Linked DNA regions of Mus musculus: all the other regions are linked to region 3. Evidence: chromatin contacts called from public Hi-C and promoter capture Hi-C data. All regions are on one chromosome and are shown on one strand. Each heading gives the region's core, a stretch centred on a gene start, on an enhancer-like site or on the middle of the called end of the contact. The rest is flanking DNA. Distances are from core to core; before and after follow the strand shown. Region 1 overlaps Gm34739 (a long non-coding RNA gene). Region 2 holds the start of Slc38a11 (solute carrier family 38, member 11). Region 3 holds the start of Scn9a (sodium channel, voltage-gated, type IX, alpha). Region 4 overlaps Stk39 (serine/threonine kinase 39).

Region 1 (2,928 bases), core at 167-2,666, 1.2 Mb before region 3:
CAGCTTTCCCTGCTGCCAGAGGAGGCGACCATTAACTCTGCACCCATGCCACCCCAAGTCAGGGTCAGATTTCCAACACTCATGCCTTTGGGCCAGCTTAGGGACACCCCAGCCACCAGAACCAGTTCCACTGTGCTGCCTGGGTGAGAGATGGGGCCAGCTCTCCAGAGCACAGCAGCCAGTGAGGGGCAGGGCCCGTTTTACATAGCCCTAGACATCCCCGTGCTTCCTGGAGGCTGCCTCGACCAGGGATGTCTACTGAGCCATGGATATTGACTCCGGCCCTTGCCACTGTGTAGCCAAGAACCCAGACCTTGCCCTCAGTAGCAGCTCGGGTTGGGACCTTACCACGGCCCCAGGTGGTGGGGCTGGGCACTCACAGCAGGCTACTTCTCTCGACCCTCCAGACTTCAGTACCATCTATCTTCATAATGCTCAAGCTGGCCCACTTCTCTTTCTCTCCCATTTGACCACCACAAATATTATGCATTGTGGTAACTCCTACTGCAAGATGGCGACATGGCTGATGGGCCCTTGGGTGGCATCCTCCATCTGTGCCACTTGAAGTGGCAGTAAGCCAGTGTCTAGGGTCCACCTGGGCCATTCTCTGGAGGGCAGGTCTGTGGGTGGCAATGGCAGTTCATGGGTGTCTCTGTCTGTCTTCCTCCTCTCGTGCCACACTGCTTGGATTTGATTTGATTTGATTTTGATTTTTGATTTGTCCTAGGCATAAAACAGCGTTGGCCACCAAGCCAGTCATTAATCTTGGATGGACAAAGGACTGCCATCTGCTCTGCCCCTTATATAAGAAAAATACCACCCAAAAGCTGCCTCTTTGCTCATTGCCATGAGGTAAAAGTTCTTGTTTTTAACTATGCATACCGTGTATTTGTGTGTGTGTGTGAGTGGGGGGGGGGGGGGTAGAGAGAGAGAGAAAAAAGAGAGAGAGGGAGGGGGGGAAGAGAAGGTGCAGGTGCTCTAAGAGAACAGAGGAGGGTTCCAGATCTCCTGGAGGTGGAGTTACAGTCAGCTCTGGGATCTTAATCAGGATGTTAGTCTCACTCGGATGATGTCTTGAATCTAGGGTGCTGTTTCTCATTAAATGCTCTCACCTGGAGATCTGGACACTCAGGTTCAAGGTTGAAGCGTCTCACAAGTTTCTAGCACTGATGATGCCTTGTTCTGTGGGAAGCAGGGATAACAGCTTCTACAATCACAACACCAAGAGCTGTTTCTATAGCACTACTTTATTTAATAAGGGTTTTCCTTGGCAGGAAACCACCAGGAAGCTGACAAATGTAGTTGAAAGCCCAAATCAAATCATTTGCTGAAGAGAGAATCTCTTGTACTAATGGAAGCTTCATCCACCAATCAAAAGCCGATTGGCCAATGAAGTGAGGCAGGAAATAGGAGGTGGGCGTTTCTGCAGAGAGAAGAACTCTGGGATAGAGTCATGCTTCAAGCATTTAACCAGAACTCTGAGGGAGACTGGCACGTGAAACCGAAGGAGAGGTAACTAGCCACATGGCATGGTTTAGACGAGTTTAAACCAGATAACTGAGCTATGAAGTAGCTGAAATGCGTCAAAGCTATTGGCCTGGGCATTTATTAATCTATAAGAAGTCTCAGAGTTGTTATTTCGTAGAAGTTGGGCACGGACAGAAAAGCCCATGGTTACAATTTGCTGCCCGTTACCTGAAATAATATTAACTCTGAAATAAATTTATGACCTTGTTTTTTTATGGCCCCCTTTTAATAACGATAAATTTTTAAAGTAAAAGTCAGTCAAACTGTTTTAGTCCTCTGTAGAAGTGTGTTTCGCCAGAGCTTGCAGCCAGCAAGCTTGCTAGCTCCTTCCCTGCTACTTCCCACGTGTAATTCAGAAGAAAGGAAGGAAAATGGGGGAGCCAGGGGCACTCACAAGTGGGTGGTGGCTAGGCACAGCTCCTTACGTTTGTATGAATACGGTGATGGCCTTAGTCTGGAGCGAAGGCTGCTGAACTTCCTTGTTGAAATCCATATTGACTCCATGTCCCTTTGCTCTCTCCGGACACTTGAGTACCAGACCCCACGAGTGAAATGTTGTGAATTACCCAAGCTCAGGTGTTCGCAACACTGTGCACACTTTGTAAACTGACCCTTGGGGCTTTCCAGCTCAGTCCACTCCATGTCCCAGAGATGAGATATGCAGGCTCTTCCATTTCTGTGGGGAGAAGTAATTAAAGTTCTCTTACATCATCCTCACTAGGTTTAGCTACCTCTGTCATACACACTTTTTAAGAAAACCTACTTTCTACATTCTGAAGTAATTAATATGGAATTAGGGCTATTTGATGTTGGAGGTCATGTGAGGTCAACTGATTAGTTGACTCAAGGATGAGGTAACTTCCTTCTATGGACTTTAGTTGACTTGAACTAATCATATTTAATGGATAAAATCTGACCAATTAAATTTACTAGAACATCATTATCATTTCATCTCTATATTGTTTTATAGAATTGTATGAAATTGTCTTAAATTAGTCTCTAAAGCATCTTTTAGTGGCTATTTCTTTCCAGCACAGTAGGCAAAACGTTCTCCCAGGTTTAAGAGGCAGGGTCAACAACTTTAAAATTGGACTAGCTGTAAATTATGTTGAAAGGCAGTAATTAAAACCATAAAAATTATCATGAATATAATGAATGATGGACAGCGTGTTTTTAAATAACATAAACCATAGAAACCCCAGGAAATGCCAGAAGAAGAAATGGCCAGAACCATACTAACAACTTTGTCCTTGGAACAGAGGCCCCAGGCAGAGAAAGGCAAGAAAAAAAAATCCCCAGAAAGGATATTAACACTTACTATACAGCAAATAAGAAAGTGCCTATGAGTATACTGTAAATGTGTCATCAGAACTTACACATCCTCACACTACTGAGATAGCT
Region 2 (3,025 bases), core at 287-2,786, 1.3 Mb before region 3:
AAACACCTATACACACACATAAAATGAAATAAGAAATAAATAAAAATAAAAACAATCCATTTGATAAACTCATACTTTTAAGTAAATTAAAATCTGGAAATTTTATAGTTAAACAGCTACATATTTGGTGGGTATTGCAATAGATAGGCTCTTGTTTTCCTTGCCTTTTCTGAAATGGAATGTCTCCAGCTATAAAAACAATAATAAACACTGGAAAATACTGCTTCTATTAATGGAATGCAATAGCTTTTAAAGTTTTTACTTTTATAGAAGCTTTCCCTTGCTTCTAATTTGTTGGGATAACAGGGGCTATTCTTACCAATTGTAAGCACTGCTGTAAATGAATTCTATTAATAACTAGATGTAAACAGTATTTCATAAGCTCATATTTTAAATTTAAGATCATATAGGTGCACAAGGAGATATTATCTAGTTTAATTTTCATAGGATTCTTAAAAGTCTCCCATTAAGCTTTTGTACACATAATATACGCAGGAATCTGCAAGTTTCACACTGACACTAAGATGGTTTTTGTAATACAGTCTGCTTCAGAAAGAAGAAACAAATGCATTAGTTGACATGATCCACTGACCAGTTAATCTATGAAAAGCCCATTTTCCCCGGCCCCTGTGTAGCCTCTCCCCAACTGGAGGATGCTATTGTCTGATGTGGGGGGGGGGAAACAGTGCAATTTCCGCATAAAGAGGACAGATCATTACTATGATGGAAAAAAATATAAAAGCTTTTGTGGAAGAAAACCCCATTGAAGTTTTACTGAATGCTAGCATCATAATAACACTTTGAAAAGCTTGTCTTTATACTTCATAAACAGAACCAAGCAGACACGGGTGGCTTACCTATTATCCCAGATCCTATAACAGAATTGACTACATTGAAAACAGCGGCAGACTGACTAGATTTCCCTCCGTGTTCATGTCCGGAGATCAGGCTTTCTCTGTCACTCGAGTCTGTCTCTCTCTATTTTAATAGATAAAATAACGATTTTACTAGTTCGAAAAAAAAGTCAGATAAATAAGCAACGCAGGATTCAAACATAGTAATGACATCAAGTTATGCCTATAGTGTTAATAATACATCAATAAGGAGGGAAAACAAGAATGGCCAGCAATCCAAAAGAACTTAAAGTCTATCCTTAAGTCTTCACAAGTCTCCATGTTGAGGCTGCCCAACTGCTTTGACCCAACTCCAGAGTCTGTTAGGAGTCAACCACACGGTTTTATGAAATTAAAGAGGTTATTGGTGTTATTGAAAAGTGTTTGCCAAATCGGTGTAGGTCAGATTAAGTCAGATCTATCCCTTTTTGCCAAACCAAGACCCCAGCATTAAACTTAAGGAGGATGTTGAGCTCTTGCCCTTGTTGCCAGTTTTACCTGCAGAGGACCGCTCAGCTGTGGCTGCTGATAGCTCATGTCTGCATCTGCGCAAGGGCAGGTTCTGAGGCTGGGAAGCAGGCTCCCACCAGGCCAAACTCCCCTGCAGGTTTTGCCCGCTTAAGTTCGCCAGCGAGATGGAAGGAGCCGGTGCAGCGGGTCCCTGGGTACGCTGGGCACTAGGCTGCAGCTCAGAGGTCTCCGCCTTCACGGGGCGGGGCGGGTGCACCCTGCTCGCTGCTGCGGGTGAGGATGCTGGACATTTCTAACCCTGTAGCTCAGACTCCCCTCACTCAGGGCGCACCGCACTGATCTCTCTATCTAAAACTGCAAAGGTACAACCTGTTCCTCCCACAGCGTGCGTTTTCCCTTGCTTCTCTCTCTGTTCCTATGCCAGAGTCTGAAGCCAGCTAAGAACCTAGCAACCCAGCAGCCCTCATCTCCACAGAGTGACATTGTTTACAGGGTGTTCCTCCCCCTACACCTCTTCTTGGATAGAAAAGGACTGTGAAATGTTAGAACTTTTATATTAAGTAGAATTTGGAAGCCTCATAAAGAAATCATCAGAAAGCAAAATACTACTTGGGGGCTTTAGCCAGATTGTTTGCTGTGCATGCCTTAGTCAAAGAGGCCCTGGAAATTTCGGAGAAGGAAAAATTAAGAGAAAGGCGCGATAGATTGATACTGCGGATTCAGGTAATGATCCTTTAAAAAGGAAAAGGGACATGCAGGGGCCAACAAAGGGAGGGTCCCTAGAATACCTAGGCTAGGAAGAACCTTAAATGAAAATTTCTATTTGTCATTTTGTGTTAAACAGGATGAAACAGACCGGAAGATGGGCAGAGAACGTCCTCTGGGGCAAGAAAATAATAATCCATAGATGCTAACGAAACGGAGAGGTTCTTTATATTATTTATTTATTTATTTTATTTATTTATTTATTTATTTTTCGTGACTATTTAAATATGAAAAAAAAGTTTTAATATATAAAGAAAACAAACAAACTGGGTCGTGGGGAGGTGACTTCTCAGGCACCTTGGCATGAAAGCATGGAGACCAGAGTTTGGGTTCTCCAAACCCCTTGACTGCCAGGGCAAGCTGGACAGCTAAGGTTGCTGATGGGCAAACTTTGGGTTAAAGTGAGACATGCCTTCCCCAGTGAATGAAACAGGGATCCACCTCACTCCGGAGCCATCACTCATGCACAAATAGGCATCCACACACACCTACACAGCATGCAAAAGAAAGATAAAAGGTTAGAAAAAACTAGAGCTATTTAAAAATCCTCCACTACTCTGTACCATTAATTGAAGAAGTTTCAACATTTGCCCCTTGCTTTTCCGTTTGTAAAAATGAACACTCAGAGTTACAGTAGAAACACCACCAACTTCTCTTTCCTTGATCCTCACAGCTCTAGAATCAACCAGTTCATGAAATTATCAATATTTTTCCATCTATCATTCGTAAGAATTTATTTGTAACCATAAGTTACACACACACAAACAGCATTAATGGTCTATAATATTGTAAACCACATTCAACACTGTAATGTTTTTTTTTTCAACTTACAGAATTAGAGAAAATATTTGATTTAATAAAAGAACACAGAGAGATGACAAGATATGATACTAGCT
Region 3 (2,836 bases), core at 301-2,800:
AGCGACTCACAGTCGGCAACCAAAAATCCCATCATTTGTGTAAAAGCATATATTAATTTGGTCTTTATCTTTTATAAGTTTTCTTTGAGGGAAAAAAAATGCCCCAAATTTGGTTCTGGCAAAATTGCTGTTGGATTAAAGTAATTTACTGTTGACTCTAAAACTTAAAAAAAGAAAAAGAAAAAGAAAAGAAAGCCTTGTAAAACTTTTTGCTATGATTTAAAAAACTGGCTTTAGTTTATTTGGTTGGTTGGTTGATTGATTAATCTTGTTTGGAACACACACACACACACACACACATACATACACACACACACACATGCAAAGAAAAAAAATTCACCCTTCGAGAGTTCATGATATTCAGTTGTACTATATACCAAATTAAAATGAACTAAAACTTTTAATTTTCATTATAAAGTGCTCATTGACCTGAAAAACAAACAAACAAACAAACAAACAAACTGTTAAGAAACGGGCTGGTTCTTTATTTGCCTGTTAATGCTTCTCTGGGGTGTGTAGATTTTCTGATCTTTCCTAGGTAAGTCAGCAATGCTGTGTCTGCGTGTTTATCTTTGCAGACACTCGCTCTAAAGCACATGCCTTTTTATTAGCTAGTCAAGAAGCATAAGCTGGCCCTGGTCCTGAGACCCATGTAACAACTCCACTGGAGTAGACGGAAAAGAAATAACAGACTGTTAAGCATCTCTACCTTTGTGTATATTGTTGAACCCGTAGGAGCCGCAAGAGTGTGATTTTTTGGGGGGGGGGGGGTTGGGAGCGTAGCTTTCCGGTTGAAATAGTTGGATTTCATTCTCTGCTGACCCCACCTTCCCCGCCCCCAATCCCCACCTCTTTCAGCCCCTTTAAATTCCTGGTGGTGCAATCCTTGGTGGCTAAATTCGAGTTTGTGAAAAACGGACACAGGTGGGTGTGGCAGTTGAAGGGAGCAAAGGGACCTTAGGTCCTCTTTCTTCCACACTCGCGGGAGTAGCAAGAGGTTGGGAAAAAAAAAAAAAAAAAAAAAAAAAAAAGACTTTCACTGACCTGGCCCCACGGATCATGCCCACCCGGTGAGTGCACCTGCGGATTCTGATCCAAGGGAAGTCTTCCTCTCTTCCCAGGCTTCTTTCTTCCCTCTGCTTCTTTCTTTGAAATCCTGTTGCTCACAGTGCCTGCTACTAGGAGTCCGGGATACCCAGGCTAGACCAGACCAGCCTGCACAGTGGGCAGGATTGAAAAGGCTAGAGTCGCAATTGGAGCGCAGGCTAGGCCTGCACGGAGTCTGTCTGTTTCTAGTCTGCTCAGGATGAAGCGACCCCGCCCTCGGCTGCCAACCGCGTCGCTAGGCCTCCTCGATGCTCCCTGAGCTCTCGGGTCCCCACCCCTAGCTCCCTCCTCCCAGCCCGGTAGACGGTGCAGGGCGGAGACCTGGCGATTGGGCGTGGTGATGCTAGGGATGCGGCAGCCTCTATACTCCGTGCTAGAAGAAGGGACAGGAGGTGGGTCGCACAGCCTCTCACCCGCGGCCACCTCTCTGGGTGGGGTGTGTGCGAGTGTGCGCCAGTGTGGCGGGCAGCTAAAAAGGCCCTTCCATCACCTCGCCCCACCTCCCTCTAGCTCCTTCCTTCCCTCCAGTTCAGTGCTAATGTTTCCGAGAAGCCACTTTATGTGGCTTGAAGGCTGAGTCGGAGAAAAACTGCAAGGCAGAGAAGAATGACAAAGGGTTGGAGCTTGGGGAGAATGTACAAAGCATTGTCCTCCAGGTGCCTCCCTGCCTGCAGAACACTGTTCCCTCCTTTGGGGTTTGCCCTTGGTAGAGCTGGGTAGTGAATGCTCAGAACCGATTTTTAGGCTGTGTCCTTTTCCTGTTTTGTTTGTTTGTTTGTTGTTTTTGTTTTTATAAGTGAGTGTGCAGTCTTCTAGATAGGCAAAGAATGCATATTTCTTTTTGAAGTTTGACTAGGCTGTAGAGGCTGGTCTAGGTGGGGAGGAAGACTTGGTTTAGATTTTCCTAGACTTAGGACCGCTCACCAGGATATGCAATCAACCCCAGGGATGGTGAATTTCAGAGATTAGTTCAGGGACTGTGGAAAGAAATTGTTCTTGGTGTGTGTGTGTGTGTGTGTGTGTGTGTGTGTGTGTGTGTGTGTGTGTGTGTGTTGTGTTGTGCAGAAACTTGGCAGGGGAAGCAATGGCAGAAACACAACAACAATCTGCGGAAAGAAGACATTGGAGGATGGCAGATTCTGAGACTTGGTGGATGGACTTCATGACCCAGCTTTCAGAAAGTTCAGGGCAGGTCAGATCAGCTTGATGGGCAAGGCTTTTTCTGCAATACTGTGCCAATCGCTCCACCCCCACCCCCACCCCGGGGAAGTGAAGCTTAAGTTCAATATCCACAGTTTGAAGCACCACATCTATATGGCCTGCTGTGCTGGAGGAAAGAGGGACTTTAATACTACACCCTTGAAAGGCAAAAATGTGCTACAAAGTGTGTACAAACACTTTAATTTTGGGGGCTGGAGAGATAGCTCAGTGGTTAAGAGCAGTGACTGCTCTTCCAGAGGTCCTGAGTTCAATTCCCAGAAACCACATGGTGGCTCACAACCATCTCTAATGGGATCTGATGCCCTCTTCTGGTGTGTGTCTGAAGAAAGCTACAGTGTACTCAGACACATAAAATAAATAATAATAATAAAAAACTTTAATTTTGGAGATAGCTCTCTGGAAAAATCATTTGACAGTAATTCTTAGAACTGTGTGCTAGAAAAGTAGTCACCTTTTACCTGGATGATTTCAGATGTAGGAAGAGTTCAATAAAAAACATAATGTACCA
Region 4 (2,831 bases), core at 99-2,598, 1.8 Mb after region 3:
AAATGGCAAGTCGTGGGAAGAGCACAATTCTCAAACAATCACACCCCCTTTCATCACCTACTGTGGTAAGACCTATTTGTTTCACTTCCTAAGACATCCAGTCTACCTTTACTGTGACAGAGTGACACTCAGGCGTTCCAAGGGCAGCATCCAGAGTGGAAGGCGTTTTATTTAATCCTGAGGAGATTACCCACTCTGGTTTTTTAATCATGACACAAAAGCTGACTTTTACATACATGGGGGTCAGGTGTCTATGTAGCCCTAGCTGTCCTGGAACTTGCTCTGTAGACCAGATTGGCCTTGAACTCACAGAATTCTGGCTTCCTCTGCCACCCTAGGTGTGTGCCACCACCAGGAGGCAACTTTTATCAATCTTAAGAGCGTTGTGTGGTGTTGGGGTTGGAGAATGGTTCAGCATTTAAGAGCAGAGGAGCCAGTTAAGCTCCTAGGTTTAGTTCCCAGCACCCATGCGGCAGCTCACAACTGTTGGTAACTCCAGAGAACCAACACACATGGCAGGCAAAACACCAATATACATAAAATAAAAATAAATAAAACCAAGGACTGAAGAGATGGCTCAGAGATTAATAGCAATGACCACTCTTTCAGAGGTGCTGAGTTCAATTCCCAGCAACCACATGGTGGCTCACAACCACCTGTAATGGGAACCAATGCCCTCTTCTGGTGTGTCAGGAAGAGCAGCACCTCCTTGCATCCTGGCAGCACTGTAAAACAATAACCTTATATTCGTGTTTTACCTCCAGTTTTTAAATTGACACTGTATTCTGCACAAATACAACACTGTGCTCAGTTCAGAGAACAAGGAGGAAGTGTAGGGATAATTCCAGAAAGCTATCGCTCCAAAGGTGTGCAAACTGCTGATTAAATACCTGTTGGACCACACCAGACATGCAGGATAGGGCCGATCTGTTCATGGAGGTACTATGAAAAACGCCTAGCAGGAAACACGGAAGGGCTGGAACAAGCCCTCACTGTGTGCCAGGCACACACAGAGCTTGGCCCTTCCTGCCCCAACCCAGCTGATCCTCAGAGCCACCAAACACAGGTTCTTTCTACAGGTGTCCTCCTGAACCCAGCCCCGCCCCTCACCTCGTCCCCTTCCACACCCCATTCTCCCTCCCGGGAGCCACAGAGCTCCCTGAGCCACTCATGGTAAAGAAAGAACCTTAAGGTCTGAGACAGAAAGAGAAGTAGGGAACCTCGCCTCAGAGGATCCCAGTTGGGAGAAAGAGAAGGACAGGGAGTTCCAGACACCCAGGAAAGAGCTCAGATCATCAAGCTGACAGGGGTAATGGGATGAGGTGACTGGCAGAGTGCCAAGAGCCAGAACAAAGCAGGCCTTGACCTGTCTTTGCATTTCAAAGGCAACTGACTGCTATTCTGACCCTCTCCAATGAGAGGTTGTCTCATTCCCAAACAAGGAAAGTCAGTTTACTTCTCAAACAGCTTAACTCAAGATTAATGGCGACTTTCCTTCCAAATTCTATATTGGTAAGCTTACCTTTTTTTGTGACTCAGAAAGGCTTTCATGGTTGAAGCTCTTGTAAGACAAATCTGAGGTACACATAACCTCCAGGCAGTGCAAGTGTGGTCCTGCTGGCTGCAGTAAAGTTAGGAATGACGGTAACACTAGTAACCATAGCAACAGCTTGAGTTGGTGGCTATAGTGTACCTACTGTGTGCCAGCAATAGTAAAAGGCAGTATTTTCTTTAATCTCCTCTAAAGGAAATGAGTCCTAAAGAGGCTCAGCTCGGTAACTCATCCAAAGCCGCGGAGTCGGTGAACGCTGGCCTGGGGATTTCAAGCAGCTGCTAGTCCGCTCTCTCTCATCGAGGAACCTGCTGTGACTGGACACTTTCCGGGTTTTGCTCACATGTATTTTGCCTGTCACTTCCTGAACTGAAGTAGTTTTCCAAACTAGCCTTTAGAACTCTAGCCTTTCGGATAAAGAATGACACACTCCCCAAGGACTGAGAGACTGTTCATAGGCACAAGATGCCAGCTTCCATGACAGAAAAGCAAAAACAGACTGTCCCATACGAACAATAAAAGCCAGGAGAACCAAGGGGGAAAGGACAGAGCGAGAAGGAGCAGTGGAAGAATGAAAAGGACTGGGGCCAAGTCAGGTGTGTGTGAAGGCTCCTTCCTACTACGGCAGACACTCAAACGCTCTGATAAGGGCATCTGGGGAGATAACTTAGGGGTAAAAATGCCTACTACCTAAGCAGGAGGACCTCAGTTTGATCCTAAGACCTTAAAAAGGCAAATGTATTGGGGCTCGCTGCTTGTAACCCCAGCTCTGAGAAGGCAGAGACGGGAAGATTCTTAGGGCTTACTGGCCAATCAGCCTAATGTCCCAGGCCAATGAGAATCCTATCTTTAAATTTTTTTTAAAAAAATAAAAACCAAAGTGGACAATACCCGAGGAACTAAACCCAAGCTAAACCTCTGGTCTACAACATGTATATACACAGAGAGACACACACAGAGACGCGTACACACATGTACTTACACACACGTGTACAACATGTACATACACACAGACTCTCACACATGGGCACACATGCACACACATGCACACACACTTTCACACAGACACACACATTTGTTGGCAGTGCATTACTGACTTTCCTAAGCTGCTGCATCTGTTTTATAATGTCAGCCACATGTATGGTTTAAAACTCAAAGTGTTAAAAAGGTGATGTGCTTTGTCTAAGCCCTGTGTGACTCGGCTCCCTGGATCCATGCACTCAGTCAGTGCCATCCTCTCAGTTTTCCCCACTTCTTTCACAAAAGGCAATCCTGCCTC

What was found. Promoter capture Hi-C pulls out the DNA fragments that hold promoters and counts their contacts. Hi-C and Micro-C count contacts between places; a contact is called where the count stands out from the background.
Region 1: a contact with region 3 is called in a Hi-C map of the N1E-115 cell line, with 9 times the contacts expected there. The contact joins the enhancer-like site here to the promoter of Scn9a in region 3. A contact is called at or near these places in 2 of 39 promoter capture datasets (the 3T3-L1 cell line and embryonic stem cells), 1 of 15 datasets of contacts at CTCF or cohesin (pro-B cells) and 6 of 484 Hi-C or Micro-C datasets (the N1E-115 cell line, embryonic stem cells and palatal mesenchyme).
Region 2: a contact with region 3 is called in a promoter capture Hi-C map of embryonic stem cells, with 4 times the contacts expected there. The contact joins the promoter of Slc38a11 here to the promoter of Scn9a in region 3. A contact is called at or near these places in 7 of 39 promoter capture datasets (the 3T3-L1 cell line, embryonic stem cells, hippocampal neurons and 4 more) and 1 of 9 other capture datasets (embryonic stem cells).
Region 4: a promoter capture Hi-C map of stem cell-derived epiblast-like cells shows a contact between it and region 3, with 4 times the contacts expected there. The contact joins the enhancer-like site here to the promoter of Scn9a in region 3. A contact is called at or near these places in 6 of 39 promoter capture datasets (the C10 cell line, cranial neural crest, embryonic stem cells and 3 more).

The regions. Positions count from the first base shown.
Region 1 is chr2:65,400,830-65,403,757 of GRCm38.p6, forward strand. It overlaps Gm34739 (a long non-coding RNA gene), which reads right to left. Exons shown (of 4, transcript XR_374587.2): 3 at 1,953-2,203; 4 at 980-1,182. Among named protein-coding and RNA genes, the nearest start is that of Gm34739, 13 kb to the right of the region's middle. Within about 2 kb of position 1,417, at least 11 of the 459 cell types and tissues checked have an H3K27ac peak or open chromatin away from gene starts, as enhancers often do. A contact at or near this core is called in the N1E-115 cell line, where this site is marked.
Region 2 is chr2:65,362,490-65,365,514 of GRCm38.p6, forward strand. Slc38a11 (solute carrier family 38, member 11) reads right to left here and starts at 1,537. Exons shown (of 12, transcript NM_177074.2): 1 at 1,392-1,537; 2 at 858-978. The coding sequence starts at 1,430. It overlaps Mir6337 (microRNA 6337), which reads right to left and starts at 1,911; the gene lies at 1,807-1,911.
Region 3 is chr2:66,633,412-66,636,247 of GRCm38.p6, forward strand. Scn9a (sodium channel, voltage-gated, type IX, alpha) reads right to left here and starts at 1,551. Exons shown (of 27, transcript NM_001290674.1): 1 at 1,045-1,551. Gm35265 (a long non-coding RNA gene) reads left to right here and starts at 353. Exons shown (of 7, transcript XR_374598.4): 1 at 353-1,070.
Region 4 is chr2:68,384,818-68,387,648 of GRCm38.p6, forward strand. All of the region lies in intron 5 of Stk39 (serine/threonine kinase 39), which reads right to left. Among named protein-coding and RNA genes, the nearest start is that of Stk39, 86 kb to the right of the region's middle. Within about 2 kb of position 1,349, at least 26 of the 459 cell types and tissues checked have an H3K27ac peak or open chromatin away from gene starts, as enhancers often do. A contact at or near this core is called in stem cell-derived epiblast-like cells, where this site is marked.